Regions from separate parts of the Sus scrofa genome. Here region 1 is linked to region 2. Evidence: chromatin contacts called from public promoter capture Hi-C data. All regions are on one chromosome and are shown on one strand. Each heading gives the region's core, a stretch centred on a gene start, on an enhancer-like site or on the middle of the called end of the contact. The rest is flanking DNA. Distances are from core to core; before and after follow the strand shown. Region 1 holds the start of SEMA3F (semaphorin-3F). Region 2 holds the start of RBM6 (RNA-binding protein 6).

Region 1 (7,389 bases), core at 4,500-6,999, 200 kb before region 2:
ACCCCTCCTACCTGGAGACCCACAGCAAGGTTTCTCAAGCACCCACACCCCAGCGGAGCAGGTTCTGCTCCTCCAACAGGCCTCAGGGTCTGCCCAACTGTCTGACCCTCCACCCCAAAGACCACGCAGGGTTAGCCCAGGGGCAGGGAAGGCTTCTGCAAACACAAATTTGAAAGGCATGATGTCCCTATCTCCCCAGATATCACAGAGGGAGATGCTCTGCAGGCCCGAACCCAGAGACCATACATTCCGGCTCCAGGAGGGGCCCAGACTCAGGACCTTTGGAGACTGGACCTTTGTTTTTTGGCATCTATTTTTTTTTTTTTTTTTTTTTTTTTGTCTTTTGTCTTTTTTGTCGTTGTTGTTGTTGCTATTTCTTGGGCCGCTCCCATGGCATATGGAGATTCCCAGGCTAGGGGTTGAATCGGAGCTGTAGCCACGGCCTACGCCAGAGCCACAGCAACGCGGGATCCGAGCCATGTCTGCAACCTACACCACAGCTCACGGCAACGCCGGATCATTAACCCACTGAGCAAGGGCAGGGACCGAACCGGCAACCTCATGGTTCCTAGTCGGATTCGTTAACCACTGCGCCACGACGGGAACTCCTGGACCTTTGTTTAAGTAGTCCAGTCTCCAGCCTTTCTCAGCAAGTCACCACTTCCCCTGCCTCCCCCCACACACCCTTGGTGACCCATGTGGCTACACAATCTGTCCTTTTTCGCCCTGACCTCTCCTCTCTCTCCTGTGCAACACGGCCAAATGCTCTGGACAGAGCAGGATGCCAGGCAACAGTAAGGCAGCCTCTTACCTTTGAATGAGAGCCGGACCCGGGGTGTGGCCGGGAGGTGGTCCTGGGTCAGGGTGGCTGGCCAGGCCCCAGTCAGTAGGGAAGCCCAGAGGAGGAGACCAGAGGCATGCATTGTGGGAGGGGCCTAGGGCCCAGGAAGCAGGCAGCTGTCTAGGAACCTGGGGGAGGGAAAGAAGATTGTAATATGTGAGGCAGACAGGGCTGGGGGATGTCCTGCCCTACCATTTCGCTGTGTAATTCTGCTCAAGGTGCCTCAGTTTCCTCATCTGAATAAAGAGGGTGATGGGGGAGTTCCCGTCGTGGCGCAGTGGGTAACAAATCCGACTGGGAACCAAGAGGTTGCAGGTTCGATCCCTGGCCTTGCTCAGTGGGTTAAGGATCAGGCGTTGCTGTGAGCTGTGGTGTGGGTTGCTGATGCGGCTTGGATCCTACGTTGCTGTGGCTGTGGCGTAGGCCAGAGGCTACAGCTCCTATTAGACCCCTAGCCTGGGAACCTCCATATGCCATGGGAGGGGCTCAAGAAAAGGCAAAAAGACAAAAAAAATTTAAAAAATAAAATAAAATAAAGAGGGTGATGGATGTTTCCTTTCTCCCACCCTCGGCCTGGAACCATGAATGCCCTAGTGTGCAAACCTCATGTACTTTCTTTCCCCTGCCAATGGGCCTGAAGACCAAGCAACTGGGTGCAGCCTGGAGTTATCAGTGCTAATAGGGGCCAGCGGAGACTTAAACATTCCCCCCACCACAGCCTCCTGAATTCCATTCACAGGGCTCAGCTCAAGCAGGCGATCTTCCAGCCCTCTCCAGTTTCCAGCAGGCTCTCTCCCTTGCATCCACCCCGCAAGTAAATGGGCTGTTCCTTCCTTCTCTCGCTTGAAGGAATGGAGAAGAGATGGGTCCAGTCCTGCCGGTTCCAGCCAAACCTCTCCTCCCAGCACAGGGAAATCTGAACCTGATCACTGGGGTTGGGGGCGTGAGAGAGAGAGTAGAGGATGAGGAAGTCACACAAGGATGACCTAGAGTGAGAGAGAGACAGCAGCCAGAAAAGGAGAGGCAAGGAACAGCAAGGTCTACTTTTACTGAAATCACAGCAGGAGGGATACAGGTTAGACATACAGAAGGACTTCCTGCCTGGAAAAATTTCAGCTCTACCTACAAAGAGCAAAGAAAGGGAGCTCAGAAGGCCAGCAGACCTGGGGTAGATCTAAGCCAGACTCAGTGTCCCCTGCAAAACTCCCACACCCCCAGCAGGCCCAAGTTTCCATTCAATGTTTTTCAAATATTGTCTCCCCAGGCAGGCTGGTTGTTGGGTAAATGCCGCCCAGCACCAGTTGTCAGAACATATTGCTCCCTCCCGGCAAAAACCAGTGCCAACTTCCAAACTCCCCCCCCTCCCCGCCAACTCAGAGGCAGTAGGGGTGGGGGCACTAAGAATGACAATATGAGCCCCATTCTCCCAGATCTGCCCAGTCTATTTCCTTCTCCCATGGGAGGCAGGACCCCAGGCCTATTTCTAGGACCTTGGGGTTGGGGGTAAGAGGTACTGTGGCCTGTTAATCCCTGGCACTAACACATCCTGAGGCAAGGCCCAGGCTCCACACAGACCCTGATGCTGTCCCTAGTCACCTCCCCTGAGCTTGGCCTCTCCCGTCAAGCAAACCACTGGTGGTTCCTCATGCAGGAAGTGCACCTTCAGGCTGCCTGACCCATTCCCCTTGCGGTGCCCTCTGTGGGAACACCCTCTCCTGAGCTCCTGACACATCTCTCATATTCCTTCAAGATCCCCCATTGCAGAGGATGGCTGAGGGAGGGGAGAATCAGAACTAGCCCCTCCCCCAGTCTGCTGAGGCACAAAGCTGGTGCTGACTGAATGGCAGGCCCTGACGAGGCAGGCAGGTGGGAGAAAGAGTAGTGCAGCTACCAGCACCTTCGGGGTACACCTGGGAAGCCCCCCGCGAACAGCTGTGGATATAAACACATCCACACTTACAAGTCAGCACTCATCCTTACAAGCATGTGTTTGCTCAAGAACTTGACCTGCTAGTGGGGTGGGGCTCAAGGAAGCTGGGAGACACTGTCCTGACTTGGGGAGGACAAGATGTAGGCTGTGTCCCTTGGAGAGCTTTGATCCTCCTTATCAGGGGGCTCTGAGTGACTCACCTCCCCTCGTCCTTGTGACCTCATTTCTCCTACATCCATTTTCACGGTGACGAGGTCATGGTAACCAAGGATGGTTTTGGAGGCCCCCAAGGTGTCCAGGAAGGTGGAAAGGGCCTTGCTCCACTGGGCCCCTACAGGGACCTCCCACGATGCTTTGGCCCTTTAAAGGGGTGAATGAGGGGATGTTCAAATCTGTTGGGGCCTTAGGCCCAAGTCCAAGTCCCCTCTTTGACTTCTGGGGGATAGAGGAGAGAAGGAAAAGGAAGGAAGAAGAGGAAGAGAAGGGCAGAGAGAGGGAAGGGGAAGGCATTTCCACAGTCGTTTCCCCTCTGCCAGCCCCTAGATACATTCCACTCAGCCCCAGCCCCAGAGAAACCCCGTCTGGCCAAGTCCAGGTGGGTGGACAGAGAAGGAACAGCCACCGCCACCTGGGAGCCCACCAGGAGGAGAGCAGAGAAGGAAGGAAAGAAGGCTGGCGGGAGGGAGCAAGAGAGGGAGGCAGGCAGGCGGGAGGGAGGAGGAGAGAGGGAGGAGAGAGGGAGGGACGGAGGAGAGACGTTCGAACAAAGAACCGAGGGGCTGGGGCTGGCAAGGGGTGCAGGGAAGGGGCGGCCAGACGAGGGGGTCTGGAGGCACCTGGGGGCGGGGCAGGGGGCTAGGAGGTTGAATAGTCCAGCCAGATCCAGACTTTCCAGGCTTGGGGGGTGAGGGGGGGTGGACAGCCTGCCTCAGGGAAGGAAGGTTGGCTCCTCCGAGCTAAGAACTGCCTGGATGGAAGAGATGCAGCAGCAGGGGCTTTGGGGGAATGTGGTGAAGAAACTAACAGTACCCTAACCCCCTCCTAGCACCTCTGATACTTCCCACAGCAGGCCAGAGCTCCTTCCTGACTTCTTGGCTTTCCCCTCCCCCAGTCCCCCCATGGACCAAGAAGCAGAAACACCCCAGCATAGACGGAATTGAAACGCCCCCCTCCTTTAGTGGTCAGGCTTTCCCAGTCAAGGTCACCTGGGCTTGGCTCCATCTTCCCCCTCAAGGCATGCCCAGAGCAGCAGGGGGCTGAGGTTGGGCTCCTCGCCTTCTCTCCCCAACCCCTGCACTTCTGGGTCTGACTCCTTCAGAACTGAGGAGCAGCAGCAGGGGCAACAGCAAGGGGAGGCATGCCTGGTGCCCTCACCTTCCAGGACACCTTACCCGAAGGGTCTAGGCACACTCTCTGTGCAGCCTGAGAAAAGTGTCCAGCTTCATCCACCCCCCTGGGTTGGGATGAGCCTCCCAACCTCTGGGTGCAGTCTCCCTATCTCTAAGACAGGGGCTTCGGGAGACAATCTGGATGGATTCAGGAGGACAGGAACCCTCAACCACCAGAGGGGACATATCGGTACCTTCAGCTCATCCCCTTCCCTCAAATAATCATGGGCTGGTGTTCACAATACAGTTATCTCAGGAATTGGAAGTTATTTATCCAGCCAAGCCTCCAGTCCTAGCTCCAGCTGACCCTTTCTGTGAGCCCTGCCTCATTCCTGGGCCACCTTGACATTCTCTGGTCGCACCTGCTCTAGGGAAGCCCACCAAGCTCCTAGTGTCCCCTACCCACTTTTCCGACGGGCCCCAACCTGTCCAGATGGGAGCTTGACTGCAGGCTCTCCCAACTCACTTTCTCCCCACATAGAGCAGGGCCCCTAATCCAAGCAAGACTTCCTGCTAGAAGAGCAAACCCAAACTGGCAGTGGGAGATCAGGGGACTGGTCACAGAGCTGAGAGAAAAGCCTTAGGGCTGGCTGTCCTCCTGCCCTGCTGATCTTGGAGACCCTCCACGTGGAGGCTGCCAGAATAGCGCTTTGCTTCCAGCAGAGGATCCCCAGATCGGGACATTGAGGCAGGGCAGGAGTACCTACTGTAAGAGCACTGCCTTGAGGCGTTTCTGGGACAGCTCAGCCAGAAGGGGCATCAGGCCTCCCACTCCCGGAACAAGGGGGTGGAGGTGTGTGGAAGCACCCATCCACCCAGAACCTTTCGTTGGGGGGGGGGAAAGTTGTTGCTTTGCACACTGGCGACCCCGAAGGCCATCACACATCCCCATGTCGCCTCGACGCGGAGGGTCCCGGCAGCCCGGACAGCGCCCACTCCAGTTTTGTCACCCTGCGTCCGCGGGAAGCTCCCAGGCTCTCCCTCTGAGCCCCACGACCTAGACACTTCCGCAGAGTTGCAGTGCCGCGGGTCCAGAGGGATCGCGGGATGGCCGGGCCGCCTGCCCGCTCCCTCCCGGTTCCCGCCGCACTCACCTCTTCCACAGCGGCGGGGCCTGGGCTCCTGAGCGGCGGCGGCGGCGGCAGCAGAGAGGCTCCCGGTTGGGCCGGTCCGCGCTAGCGGCCCCCCGGGGCCATGGCCCTGCCCGCGCCCTCTTGCCGCTGTGCCTGGGCCGGGGTCGCCGCAGCGGCCCCGGCTTAACGGGTTCTGCGGGCTTCGGGCGCGTCAGCAGCCGAGGCCCCGGGCCCCATCCCGGGCCATGGGAAGGCTCAGGGGCGCTAGGGGCCGCCTCCCCCCGGGTGGGCTGCGGGCGCCCCCTGGCCGGCGCGCCGAGGGCGCATTCCCCGGCGCGGGGCGCGGGCAACGGCGCGCGCTTGGCTTCGGGGCGCTGTGCTCGCCTGGTCTCTGGACTGGGGCCGGGCGGCCGCGCTGGGCTGCGCTCTGGGATTGCCGGACCGCCGCGGTTCGCTCGCTCGCTCGCTCTGGTCTCGCGGCCGCCGGCGGGACGGGACGCTCGGAGCCGCGCGGGGAGCGCCAGCAATTGGCCGCCCGTGGGCGACATTTGCATAGCGCGGCCCCGCCCCGCCCGCCCCGCCCGGCCCCACCCCCGGGGCGGGACCCGCTTGGCCGCTGTCCCGCCCCCGCTCCACCTGTCCGAGGACTGGGCTCAGGGCTCCCCGTCGGTGGGGCAGCCCGCGCCCGGGGAGGCTAATCTGCCCTCCGCGCCCCCGCCCCGGCTTCGCGGGCGGCGCCCCCGCCCCGCCCTGGCTTTGTCTTTCTCCGTGGATACACCGCGCACATCGCGCCTGGTGTTTACCCGGGCCCTCAACTCCCTGGCGGGAAGAGCAGGCGCGCCGGGGAGCAGCGAGCCTGCGCTCACCTGCGCACCCCCTGCGGTGTCCCTCCTTACCACCCGCTGCCCGCCGCGCCTGGCCCCGCGTGAGCCAGGACACAGGACTGCACCCGGCCGCTCAGCAGGTGGCGGTACAGCCCCTGGGACTGCTGGTACCGCTGGACATGCCTCCCGCCTCCGGCCCAGGCCAGGTCAGCCTTACAGCTCAGTTCAGCAGCTCCAGGGCTCCCAGCCATCCCTCCAGCAGCCAGCCCTATTTCAAGCCTGTAGCCCCCCAGACCCATCCCTCTGAGTTCCACACCCCAGAGAAGCCCGATAAGCTGGGCCTCCTCTTGTAAAAGGGACATTTGCTTTTCAAATGGCCTCCTGAGGACCTGAGGGCCCTGCGACTGAGCCATGCGCCCATTGCCCATTGTGACCTCCACCCAACCCCAACCCAATCCCCAAGGCCAAGGCCTCACCAGCCCCCTGCACTTTGCTGAGGTTCCAATGGGCAGGACCCTCTTTGTCCCCTCTCTCCTCCCTATTCTTTCCTCTCTCCTCTGCCCTTCCCTCCTCTTCCCCCTCCTTCCTCTCCCCCTATTTTTCTGTCTCTTCTCTCTCCTCTCCTTCCTCCTCCTCTCCTCTTCCTCCTTCCCCTTCTCTTCCTGGCTAGCGAGACCGGTGGAAACATCTCTCCCTCTGACCCATTGACTGGTTGACTGTAAATGCAGGTTGGGGTGAGATGTTAGGGATCCTGATGAGGGTCTCCTGACCTGGACCTGGAGTGCTGGCCCAAGCCAAGGCTGGCCACTTGATGTGAGGAAACATCAGCCTGCTGTTACGTTAGCTGCAGTGACAGCACCTGTGCATCTCCTCCTTGTCCCTGTCTCCATGCCTTATTTGAAAACACTGTGAAAATCACTCCTCCTCAACCTCACTCCTCTGCACCAGATCACTCTTGAGTTACCACCACTGCACCACCATTACCAGCACAGCCTTTGCCACCATCACTGTGGTTTCCAAAACTATCACTTCCACCACTGCCAATCCCCAGCCTCCATATTCTCCTCATAGCCTGGCCTCCTCTGTCACCACCCCTGGCATGATCACCATCACAGTCACTAAAGTAGAACTGTTAGGATTTGCCAAAGACAACTCCAGGGTGCTGGGTTGGAAAGGAGAGAGACTTAGTTGATTAGTACCTGGAGCTCCTCTCAGACACTCAGAAGAGCGCCAGCACACAGAGGCCTTTGGTGCCGCGGGTGGGAGGGTAGGAGGAGGGGATAGAGAGAGGGAAGAGAGCTAAAGCTGAGCAGGGCTACACACAGTGGAATGA
Region 2 (6,525 bases), core at 3,497-5,996:
AAGCACATAAAAAGATGCACAAGAGCATTAACAATTAAGGAAATACAAATCAAAACCAGGAGAAACCACTTCATATCCAGATGCCTATTAAACAAAATAAAAACAAACAAAAAAACCTAACAGAGGCTGGTGAAGATGTGAAGAAATATGAACCCTGTGCATTGTTGATGGGCATGCAAAATGGTACAGCCACTGTGTAAAACATATGACAGTTCCCCTCAAAATTAAAAAAAGAATTACCATATGCTCCAACAATTCTAGTTATAAACCCCAAGGAAATGAAAGCATGTTCACTGCTATATTATTCACAATAGCCAAAATGTGGAAGCAACCCAGTATCCATCAACAGATGAAAAAATAAGCATAATATACACATACATACTATGGAATATTGTTCAGTCTCAAAAAGGAATGAAATTAGGATAGATGCTGTAACATGGATGAACCTTAGAGACATTCTGCTAAGTAAAATAAGCCACTCATGAAAGATCAAATGTATAATTTCTGATTCTAGTTATTTTCTATTTAGGACAGACAAATTCATAAGAGATGGAAAACAAAATGGTGGTTGCCAGGGACTGGGGGAGGGAAGAATGGGAGTTAGTGTTTAATGGGTGCAGAGGTTGAATATGGAAAGATGAAAAAGTTTAGAAGCTGGACAGTAATGATGGTTGCACAACAATGTGAAAGTACTTAATACCACTGAAGTGTTCACTTAAAAATGGTTAAAATAGGGTGTTCCCTGGTAGTTCAGTAGTTAGGACTCAGTGGTTTCACCACTACAGCCGGGTTCCATCCCTGGTCTGGGAACTGAGATCCCACATCAGGCTGCTGCAGCTGCAGCCAAAAAAATTTTTTAAAAAGGTTAAAATGGATAAAAAGGGAGAGATTACTTTACACCCACTCTGGTGGCTACTGCGAAAAAACAGAAAATAACACATGTTGAGATGTGAAGAAGTCAGAACCTTTGCGTATTACTGGTGGAAATGTAAAATGACGCAACTGCTATGGAAAACAGTATGGTGGTTCCTCAAAGAGAATAATCATATGACCCACTTCTAGGTATATGTCCAAAGATACTGAAAGCAGGGACATGAAGAGATATTTGTACACCCATATTCACAGCAGCATTATTCACAAGAGCCAAAAGATGTCTAGCCAACGGTCAAATAAGTGAACAGATAAACAAAATGTGGTCTATACACACCAACTCAGCCTTAAAAGGGAATGAAGACATCAATTACATCTGAATTTTTTTAAAAATTATATTAAAAAAAGGAATGATGTTTGGATACATGCTATGATAAGAACGGACCTTAATAACATTACTTTAACTGAAATAAAGAACAAATATTGAATGATTCCACTTACAATCATACAAATATTATATGATTCCACTTACAATCTAGGGTACCTAGAACAGGCAAATTCAGAGACAAAATATAGAGGTTACCAGAGGCTAGATGGAGGGGGCAATGGGAATTACTTCCTTAATGGCTAGAGTTTCTATATAGGGTGATGAAAAAGTTTTAGAAATAGATAGTGGTGATGGTTTCATTACATTGTGAATGTAATTAATGCACTGCATTTTACACAACAAAATGGTTTAAGTGGCAAGTTTTGCTGTATGTAACAAAACATATTTATCACAACTTTGTAAAAAAAAGAGTAATGTAATACATGAAAAACCACCAAATTAAACACCTTAAATGGTTTGTGAATTACATCTCAACAAAACTATTTTTTTAAAAAGGTAACAATGGTGGCTAACATTTAACTTTCTGCACACCAGGCACTGTTCTAAAGGGATTACATAAACCTCACAACAACCTATAAGGTGGCTACATTTTTTTAATCACTGCACCTGGAGCATATGGAAGTTGCTAGGCTAGGGGTTGGATCAGATCTGCAGCTGCCAGCCTACATATACCACAGCCACAGCAACCCAGAGCAGCCCAGATCCGAGCTGCATCTGTAATATACTATGCAGCTTGTGGCAACACCAGATTGTTAACACACTGAGCAAGGCCAGGGATGGAACCTGCATCCTCATGGATGCTATCAGGTTCTTGCTGAGCCACAAATGAACTCTGAGGTAGCGACATTTCTAAACCTCAATTTACATATGAGGAACTTGAAGTTAGGTAATTTGTCCAATGTCATTCATTTAGTGGAGGAGCCAGGGGTTCAAACCCTATCCAAAGCTCCTGCAATTACCCACTCTGTTTTACTGAGTACCACAACGTGACAGGGTTAAAAGGTACCCAATAGATACCCCAGTAACTAAGTGAATGAGATGAACAACTACTCTAGAAATCTAGCAGACGAATTAATTCTAGGAGTTACCATCGTGGCTCAGCGGTTAACAACCCAACCAGGATCCATGAGGACTCAGGTTCCATCCCTAGCCTCGCTTAGTGGGTTAGAGATCCAGCATTGCAGTGAGCTGTGGTGTGGGTTGCAGAGGAGGCTCAGATCCCAGAGTTGCTGTGGCTCTGGTATAGGCTGGCGGCTACAGCTCCGATTGGATCCCTAGCCTAGGAACCTCCATTCGTCGAGGGTGCAGCCCTAAAAAGATGAAGAGACAAAAAAAAAATTAATTCTGGGAGTTCCGGTCATGGCTCAGTGGTTAATGAATCCGACTAGGAACCATGAGGTATCGGGTTCCATTCCTGGCCTTGCTCAGTGGGTTAAGGATCCGGCGTTGCCGTGAGCTGTGGTGTAGGTCGCAGACGCGGCTCGGATCCCACGTTGCTGTGGCTCTGGTGCAGGCCAGTGGCTAAAGCTTCAATTCGACCCCTAGCCTGGGAACGTCCATATGCCGAGGGAGCGGCCCAAGAAATGGCAAAAAGATCAAAAAAAAAAAAAATTAATTCAAAGTACTTGGTATACAGCTAAAAGAGTCCAGGATTTTTGATCTTTAAAATTTCAAAACTTTCCAAGAGCTTTAATCTTAATACAACTCTGAATCAGATTATTAACATATCAGTTTATCCATTTAAACACTGGCAGAAAAGTATAACCTTGCTCATGTACCCTTAATAAGACTGGAGAGTTCACTTAGTAACCTCTCCATTGACAATTCTCCTATGAAAGTACAAAAAACTAGGCTCCTGGGAGTTCCCATTGTGGCACAGCAGAAACAAATCCTGCTAGTATCCATGAGGATGCAGGTTCCATCCCTGGCCTTGCTCAGTGGGTCAGGGATTCAGCCTTTCGGTGAGCTGTGGTGTAGATCACAGATGTAGTTTGGATCCCAAGTTGCTGTGGCTATGGTGTAAGCCGGCAGCTGTAGCTGATTGGACCCCTAGCCTGGGAACTTCCATATGCAGCAGGTGCAGCCCTAAAAAGCAAAAAAAAAAAAAAAACTAAAACTAGGCTCCTAAAGTAAATCCAACTCTGATAACAGAGTTCTATAAAGAAGGGTGCTAAAGATGTGCAGAAACAGAGACCTAGTACCTATCCTATAAGTTAGGTGCCTAGTTAGATGCTAGTTAGTCAGGCAATGTTCAGATCCAATTTTTGTGTTTCACCAAAACCGTAACACATCATTAGTTAACTTTAGACATTGCCAGTCCCACCCTTATCAGTTCTTGATACTGCTCCCTATAGTCCTCACAAGCTTGCTAATGTTTACATTATTAAACCATTCACACTGGTGGCACTACTCAACAGGAAACTGAAAACTAACAAACCTAGGGCACAATCCAGAGTTCAGAAAATAAATCAGGTGACCAGGTGCATCAGTCTACAGAACTCCACCTAGATCCCGAAACTCTGACCTTCACATGCAAACCTGGAATATGCAAAAACACAATTACCCTTACAGTTTATGTACCCTACAAAACGAGGCCTTTTCTAAAAAATGCACACCCAGAGTTGAGCTCAGTAGCACAACGTCAATTCTAAAGTTTACAGAAAAACGGATTTACAATGCCAAAAGCAATTTAAAGAGTAAATACGAGAAAACACCCCTCTCCTCCCACATTCGACCAACGGGCACAGGACCCACCAGACCACTCCCCAGCCTCCAGGTTCTACAGCCCCGCGCGCTGGGCAGCGAACTCTCGCGCTCTGTGGCCTAGCTGAACCCATTCGTGTCTATCCAGGTAGGGTTAAGGTTACGTGCTAGGGGCAAGAAAGGCTCCTTCTCGAGCGATGCCTCAAAACTGGATCGGATTCCTCCAAAAGCAGGGAAAAAGAGAAAGATAGGGCCGCCTGCAGCTCCACAGACTGAGAGCACCGAACGGGACCCACGCGCCTGCCCCAGACCCCGCAGCTGGCCGCCCCGAGACAGGACCGGTAATTCTACCGACGCGCCGCTCCGCCCCGGGCCCGCGACCGTTCCGGGGCGTTCCTCCCGTGGGCGGCGCCTCCCTCACCACACCGCCACTTGGCTCTCTTCTTCCTGGCGAGGCCGCGGCCGCCCCGCGACACCGAAGCCGCAGCTTCCAGGCCGCGCGGGCCCGCGACGTCCAGAGCGGCCTGGCAGGCCGGCTCCCTCCCCGTAGGCTCTGGCACGCCCTCTCTACTGCCCCAAGCCCTTACCGAGGCAGCGCGGCCTCCGCGGCCCGCTCCTCCTAATCCTCAGCCGCCGCCACCGACCCAGCGTCGCGGAGACTGGAACTTCCTCGGAGCCGGGCCGCTGCCTCCACAAAGGCGCCGCCGCCTTCAGCGCTCTGCCCGCCGGGAGATGGAGTACAGCTGCTGGTCGCGCCGACTCCACTCCCGCCGTGCCCCGCGCGGGGGGCAGGGGGCGGGGCAGGGGAGGTGTCCTTGCCTGCGCGGGGTGGGGCGTAAGGGCACGCTCTTGCCGGTGTCCAATGGGAGGTCGCGCTTTCCTGCCTCCAGTCCACTGGGGCTGCTGGGGGTTATGGTTTGTAGTGTAGCCCGCGGCGGGCTGTCTCCTTACGCTCTCTGGAGTTGAGCAGCACGCGTATTTTGTGGTGGGTTGGCCTTGTCCAGCTTTGCTCCCCGCCAGAACGCGGATACGGCCCTGGTCTGCCAACCTTGAAAACGCCTTATTTTCCGTTAGTATTAAGGAAACGGAAGGGAGCCTACTCCATCCTAAGCCTTCCGGGGCGGGGGCTTTTGGCCCACACAGGAGCCTTGCTCCTCATCCTCTTAATCCTGGAGTGTAGTCCTATTGCCCAAGATCCAAGCATAGGTGCGAGTGATAGGATAGAAAAGCAGTAGTCAGGGAGGCTCGTCCCCTTCTTCTGATGGGTTTCCAAGTTAGGCATCCCCAGCTCAAGAATACCAGGTGGGTATCATCCATGTTAAAGTTTCAGTAGCTGTATCTATGAAGGAAAATCCACTCAGTTTCCACAGGGCCTGGATAGCTCTTGGGCAGTATGGCCAGTGGTGACTTGTGCAAAATCACAGAGGAACTAGAAGGTATCTTGCAGCTCACAGCTAATGTTTTTCAAATGGCCAGCTGCTCCATGCTTCTAGGTGGATTGTCTACTTTGTTGAAAATGCTTGCTGGTTCCAGCCACCTGGTATCTCTGTTACTGGACCCTCAGCCTAAATTCAACATCATAGGGTCAAATAAGTCTGCCGCAAGAAAAGCTGTAAATCATTCTAAAATAAAGACTTAACTGTAGAGAAAAGAGATTGTTGGATTAAGTTACCTTTTCATTTTTTCAGGCATCTTGTTTGGAAGTCATTCTTTCAGTCAAGAACTGTACGAAGCATCTGTTGTGTGCCAGGCACTGTATCAGGTGCTGGAGATATAGGAACTTGAACAAAGCTGATAAACTCTGCTGCTGTAGTGGAGATGGGAGTGGGAGCAGTTACTAAAGCCAAACAAATGAAATAAGCAGTCTCTGCTAAAATGAGTTGTTTCTGTAAGGAGGGAGATGGAAAGCTGTTTGAAGGGCTCTGAACAGAATAATATCACAGCTTCCCTGTAAACAGGATCACTCTTGCTGCTTTGTGGAGAATTGGCTGAAGGTGGACAAGGAAAAAGCAGGGTAGCTGGTTAGGAGACTGCTGCAGTAATACAAGCACAGAAGGACTTTTACCCTTGTGGTCACAGTGGCAACAGGAGACATGGACTGGGATGAGGGGAAAGAGGGAAGAATATGGGACAAGCAATTTTGTTAGAAGCAGCAGGAGCTCAGTTTTGCGTAGGTTATTTCTGATGCCTATGAGATGAGATGTGGAGTTGGCAGTTGGTTACGTTAGAGTTCAAGTAAAGGTCAGGGTTAGAGATGCAATTCTGGGAGGCATCAACATATCACTGGTGCTGGTATTTAGAACCATAGGCCTGGAGTTCCCACGTGGCTCAGCAGGTTAAGGGTCCAGCCTTGTCACTGCTATAGCTCTGGTTACAGCTGTGGCTCAGGTTCGATCCTGGAACTTCTACATGCCACAGGTGTGACCAATAAATAAAAAAATTTAAAAAGCCAAAGGCCTGGATGAGATGACCTAGGGTATGAAGGAGTGAGCATGGACAGAAGAGCAGAGTTCCAGCCCTGAGCCCTGGGACACACCATCTTTGAGATTTCACAGAAGAGGAGG

Evidence for each region. Promoter capture Hi-C pulls out the DNA fragments that hold promoters and counts their contacts.
Region 1: a promoter capture Hi-C map of fetal liver shows a contact between it and region 2, with 2.3 times the contacts expected there. The contact joins the promoter of SEMA3F here to the promoter of RBM6 in region 2. A contact is called at or near these places in 1 of 5 promoter capture datasets (fetal liver) and 2 of 47 Hi-C or Micro-C datasets (embryonic fibroblasts and skeletal muscle).

The regions. Positions count from the first base shown.
Region 1 is chr13:32,639,736-32,647,124 of Sscrofa11.1, reverse strand. It overlaps SEMA3F (semaphorin-3F), which reads right to left and starts at 5,749. Exons shown (of 19, transcript XM_013981731.2): 1 at 5,254-5,749; 2 at 812-969. The coding sequence starts at 923.
Region 2 is chr13:32,443,165-32,449,689 of Sscrofa11.1, reverse strand. It overlaps RBM6 (RNA-binding protein 6), which reads right to left and starts at 4,746. Exons shown (of 22, transcript XM_005669583.3): 1 at 4,549-4,746.